Regions from separate parts of the Ovis aries genome. Here region 2 is linked to region 1. A link is a contact called in public Hi-C data. All regions are on one chromosome and are shown on one strand. Each heading gives the region's core, a stretch centred on a gene start, on an enhancer-like site or on the middle of the called end of the contact. The rest is flanking DNA. Distances are from core to core; before and after follow the strand shown. Region 1 overlaps STARD13 (StAR related lipid transfer domain containing 13). Region 2 overlaps STARD13 (StAR related lipid transfer domain containing 13).

Evidence for each region. A called contact is a pair of places that touch in the nucleus more often than the background predicts.
Region 2: a contact with region 1 is called in a Hi-C map of omental adipose tissue, with 1.5 times the contacts expected there. The contact joins two enhancer-like sites. A contact is called at or near these places in 4 of 16 Hi-C or Micro-C datasets (hypothalamus, liver, omental adipose tissue and 1 more).

What each region holds. Positions count from the first base shown.
Region 1 is chr10:28,145,375-28,148,175 of ARS-UI_Ramb_v3.0, reverse strand. All of the region lies in intron 3 of STARD13 (StAR related lipid transfer domain containing 13), which reads right to left. Among named protein-coding and RNA genes, the nearest start is that of KL, 250 kb to the left of the region's middle. Within about 2 kb of position 1,540, at least 5 of the 54 cell types and tissues checked have an H3K27ac peak or open chromatin away from gene starts, as enhancers often do.
Region 2 is chr10:28,196,271-28,199,316 of ARS-UI_Ramb_v3.0, reverse strand. The region is part of intron 3 of STARD13 (StAR related lipid transfer domain containing 13); the gene reads right to left. Among named protein-coding and RNA genes, the nearest start is that of KL, 200 kb to the left of the region's middle. Within about 2 kb of position 1,721, at least 22 of the 54 cell types and tissues checked have an H3K27ac peak or open chromatin away from gene starts, as enhancers often do.

The DNA of each region.
Region 1 (2,801 bases), core at 291-2,790:
CCTGCATCTCTTGCATTGTCAGGCAGATTCTTTACTGCTGCGCCACCTGGGAAGCCCATTGGTTAGAGTAGTATTTACAAATCTATACAACTGTTCACCATGGTTTTGCCTTTGTGTGTGTTCAGAACCATATTTAAGGCAGGTAAGTAGCATTATTTTCTCACTAGCATCGTTAATATCTTATTTTATGCTAATGTTTTGCTATGAATCCTAAGCTCTTTCAATGAATTCTTTTATCATTTGGCCCCAGTGTTAAAAGAATCACCACTGGGTGGGCAGTTCTGCTTGTTGTAAATGTAAAATCAAGAAACTGCTGATAATTTTCCCTGGGCTGAAATGTTCTCCGTGCGTCTCGTGGACAGAGGTCTTCCTCTTCACTGGTGAGTGAGTGGGTGAGGACCAAATGAATCGGAGAGGGAGAGAGTGCTGAAAACCCAAGATGCTGGATTTCCTCCTTTCCAGTGCCTTCAAAAGTGAGGAAAATGGATGGTACTAGTTTTTCGTTTTCACCTGCTTTTCCTCTTTCCTAATTTGGTCATTAAGAACAGTCTTCCCTCAGACTATTCAGGGATGGGATAAACAAATCAATATTGGAAACCAACAAGAACAGTGAACAGGGGAATGGAAAAGGGAGAGTGGGTAACAAAGCTAAGAACCCCCTGGGTGCTAACCCTTATGCCATTTACATGTCACATCTTTAATTAACTCCATGGAAACTCTCTGTGCTATCCTATAGATATGATTTTGTCAAAAAGGAAATTAAGACTCCCAGAGGTGAACAAATGTCCCAGGTGATACAGCAACCAAGTGTAGAGCTTCTGTGTATCTCCAAGCTGATGATGTTTTAACTCTTTCCACTATTACACACGAGGGACAGGAAAGGGAAAACTGTGGCACTAAAAGGGTGCTGGGGAAATTGGATAAGGGAGAAAATTTTAGGAAGAATATACTGAAAATCATCTTAATCCTATATAATTGTATGTGATGGAAATATGGGTATAGGGTAACTGAATTCTTGCAGTGGTTGAGATCAAGGTGCCGTTAGCATACACAGCCCAGAGCCTTTAATTAGACCAGTGAGAACTATGCCTGCTTCTGGAGTAACTTCAGACTGAGAGCTGGAGATCCACCCATTCCTTACCCAATCCTACAGTGAAGAGGCAGCCTGACGGCCTCTCTGTATAACAACTCTCTTCTGAAGGGTAGGCTGTTTGCCCTCTGCTTTCTACTCGTCCTCAAGACTAACTCTGCATATTGGCTGGCCTCTTCGATGGCATTTCTTCCTAAGGCAAACACTCCAAATACAGCCAAAACTCTGAAATTTGACTTCTAAACAAAACTTTTGGTATTTAAAATTTTTAAATCTTTTGATAAATGATCCCAGATTAGCGCTCAACAGAATTTTGTGTCCACGTGGCAGAAAGTGAGGAGCGCTTTTACAGAAGCCAGGAATGTCTCATTGTGCTTTCATCTGTCTGCTGCTCCTTCTGTTCCTTCATGCACATTCCAGCCTCCTCATCAGCCTGTTCAGAGGGCGCCAAGGCAGTTCTGCCAAGTAGGAAAATGTTTGAGATACAAGTGGTTGGTTGAAAGAAAGCAGAACCAATCTGGAGGGTTGCTTTTGAAACTACTTGAATCCAAAGGTTGTGGTTTCATATCAAAGCTTCCTGTGGGCTCTCAGGCTCATTTCAAGAATTTCTACCAGTTGATTTGTGATGTATGTGCCCCATTTTTTTGTCAATAAACCTTTCCAATATGCATACGTCACAGGCCTGATGACCAGTGCAAGCAAGCCGGGATATTAACATTCACAGCCATGACCAGGACCATGCACAAAAGGCTTCATTCTCTTCTGATTCAGTTTTTCCACCTTGGGCCGTGTCTCCCACTTGAAGTCCAGATCTTACTGCAAAAACTTCTGGGTGGTAATGGATTTCTCTTTTTTTTTTTTTTTGGTCTAGCCCTCGTTGCTCTCTTTAGTTAACTTCATCTCTGTAGGCCTTTCAGAGCGCATTCTCTGCCCTCATTCCATCCCCTGGGGATCCAGCCATCAGATCTAGTTCATATGGCCAGCGATTTGGCCTGACTTGTCCTGGGCTCACTGCCTACACTCATCCATTTCAGCCAAACCAAAATTCTTTCACTTTTATAAGTTGTTTCAAAGATCTGGAACTGTGTGCTTTCCTACTCTTTCACCCTGTCAAAACCTACTGCCTTCAGAAACAGTTTCATGACTAATGCAAAAACTTTAGTATTAACAGTCATGTTAATACCTGTAAATATTGGTTGTGTGACACATTAATTAGATTAGATTGTTACATGCTAATATGGAGTCCATTTGTTCATTTCAACTATTACGCACATAACGTTTTTATATCTTGGATTTGGAAAAGATATTAAAAATCTTCCAATCCAACCACCCAATTATGATACAAGTCATGGTCAGATCAATGAATGAATGTTCTACCCAACAAATATGAGGTGTATTACCTCACTGAGGACTACAAGCTATTTAAGAAAGATTTGCTTATAATTTCAATCCATTGGTTCTAATTCTGTCATTTGGAATTAGGACAAATCTGTTCCTTCTTCCATGTGCCTGTTCTTCAGATATTTTTAGAAAACCAACCTCTTATAAGACTCTCCTTTCATAGGTTAAACATTTTCCATCAAACCACACAACTTCTAACTATTTAGCAAGCTGATTGCTGTCTTTTGGATCTGCTCCAGTCTGTCAGTATCTCTTTAAAAATACTGTTCTTACCCTAAACTTAAGCTCTAGACATGGCCAAGCAAAATAG
Region 2 (3,046 bases), core at 472-2,971, 51 kb before region 1:
AAGATTACCGGGAAGGGTGAGATGCCTCGCGACAGTCCCCTCGCCACCCTGGCAAACTCAAAACAGAGCTTCACGTCACGTGTCAGAAAACACAAAACAATCAACCACACCACACATACGTGCGTGTGCACGCGCGCACACACACACACACACACACACACACAACTTCTATTTACAGAAACTGCCTGTTTTTCACAAGGTTTGGTTAATTAACAATCAGGAAAGAGTTGCACAGGGTTTGAAGAAAGAACCCTTTGTTCGGAAAAACCTGTGAAAATATTCCCTCAGCAGCTTGTAACTTTCCCTACAGATCGCCCCGGCCCTGAGGACAGGCCCAGGTGCCAGAGGCCCCTGTGATCCCACACAGAGCACACATTCAAAGGCAGCAGCGCTCTTTGTTGTCCCCTAGGAGTTAAGCCTTAATGGGTTTACAATTCGCCGGCGTTTTTGGAGAGCGGCTTGGCGGTTGCTGCCTGCTGCCAGAAATGGAGCCGAGACAAGGCCTGGTGAATCCCACAGCTGTTGTGGCCGCTCCGTGGCAGGGAAGAGCAGTTGCCCGGGGCGTTTCAGAGACGTGCGAGAACACAAGGAGACTTTATGAACCCTGGAAGGGAATCTGCAAGCACTGTGAGCAGATGGTCAGTCCACATGGTGGAGGAAGGATTTCGGAGCTGCGGTTCCTCACTGAAGACCATGGCAACTGGTGATTCACTGAGTCTTCGATAAATCCTTTGTGGGGAAAAGTGTTCCACTATAATGTAACATGGCTAGTTAGCTTCACACTGTCACAGTCCTGACTTCTAAACCTCAACAATCACAATTTAGACAGGAATAAGTTAGTCCATCTTACCTTGGTTAAAAAGAAAAACAGGTATGGCACTTCTGTTGGAAACAGGGTCGCTATTCATCCTGGTCCACTGGATTTCAGGAGATGCCTGCCTGAACCAAGCCTCCACCATTACTCCCTCCAGCCCTGACTTCAGGAAAATCTTCATCTTAAACTGAGACACATGGATGGTGGGACAACACTGAAAGCTTCTGGGAGCAGTGACTTCATGATTTTTTGCAAGCTATATTCACTTTCTTTCCCCATCATCCTTCTGATCAAAGGCTGCTTTTCGATACATGGAATTTTCTTTTGCTGAAATCTCAACCTATTTCCTGTTCTCCTCATGTTGACTCATCTGAGAATCACGTGATCTCTCCTAAAAGGCTATTTATTTAGTCCATTATGAGACCCAGGGTCAGTCTTTACTCATTTTATATCTGAATGACTTATTTCTTCAGGTCAAGCAAAGTACTCTTTAAGTATATCCCTGAGAAGCATCAGCTAGATACCATGGAGGAGATGAGGACCACAAACTGTGAGATGCTACAAATCTGACAAAGGAAACAGAAACACTGGGGAGAGAATTCTAATACCTGAAAAGGGCTAAGACTGAGGTGTAATCGGAAAGCTGTGGCCATATAAGGAAGAGAGAAAATAATCTTTAACTCCTCTGTAGAGATCGGGACATTAGTTTTAAAGAAGATAGAATTTAAGATGGCCATATATAGGGTGATCTATCACTCCAGTTTTCAAACGGAAAGTCTTGGGTTGCATGAAATCCTTCAATTGAACATCCAACAGTTAGAGATGAGAGTTTATCTCAAGGGTTTGAGACAAGGTGAGGGCCAGTCTCAACAGCAGTGGGCAGGCTGCCCCAGCCCTGGAGGTGTGGACTCAGCGGCCATCGGGGCACAAGGCCTTGGGGAAGGGGGTGATGTCCCGTCAGGCAGGACGGCAGGTGCCCGTCTCTCACTGGGCATCTATTTTGTGTCCAGCACGTTGCACAAGGCTCTGTGGAGACAAGGCTCGGGGCCTGGCACACAGTGGTGGCTGAGTGGCTCTCTTTAGACTGGACATATAGCTTTAGACTGGACATAAAGCCCTATAGCTTTACAATGGACCCCTGCAATGCACACAGGCTGACTTGCCAAGGCCAACATCACTACCCTGCAGGCATATGGGTTTTGAGAGCCCTGAACTAAGAGTAAGGAACTGAAAGAGAAGCAGATTTCAGGAGTTGATAAGATGTTGTGGACCCTGAGTATCACCTTGAGTCGATGGTATCTAATAAAAAACTTACAGTGTGCTGTTACATTTATTATCTCACTTTCGAGCTTGACACAGACCCACGAGGTAAGAAACTGAAAGTCTGAAGATGGCCTTGGTCACACGGCTGTAAGTAGCAAAGCTGGGATTCACACTACAGATCACTCTTTCCAGGACCAGTGGCATTTCTCTAACTTTTTAAGTTGACTGAGTTTTATCTGAAATTTGAGTTGAACGACCAACTGATTCAGTGTCATCTGAACGTGTATACTCTGTTCAGTCATCTAGTGGCTGGATAGTACATCAAATCACATAGACTCCAGGACCAATTGAAAAAGCAGTCACTCAATTTACAACCACTCGTCACCTCTCTTTTCCTCTAGAATCTTACAGCCACACTCAGGAAACCCCAGTAACGTAGATCAAGTGCTTAACCTACGAGGCACTGTGGATGAGATACAAAGATATGTCGAGTTCCACTGATATACACAGGTGACTTAAAACTATATGTCTCCATAGAAACCTTTGCTTGGCTGGCTGTATCTGAAAAGATTCTCTTAAGTACCTGGTGTGGGCCCCCTCTGAGGTAGTGATTTGATCAAGCAGAAGTGGAACATCTCTCAAGGTGTAGACTTTGACTATTACCTGCTTCTTTTGGTTTAAAATTATTTTTTTCCTTGTCATTTTGTCCTCAAGGGGCTTTAAATTTTGTTCTTCCGAGAAGATGCTCCTGAGGACATCAGCCCCGGTTATTGTCAAAGGTACCAGCCTGTCTTCCTCTCTCTATAGTTCCACAGCTTTGAACTCATCACACTGTCTTCCCTCTTTCCCTCAAATGCTTTAGGAACTCACACCCTCAAACACTTGCATGACTGGCCATGGATTTCTTGTTAGTCAAACAGGACTGCTTGCTATGAACATACTTCCAAGGTTTTTGAGAAAATTATTTAT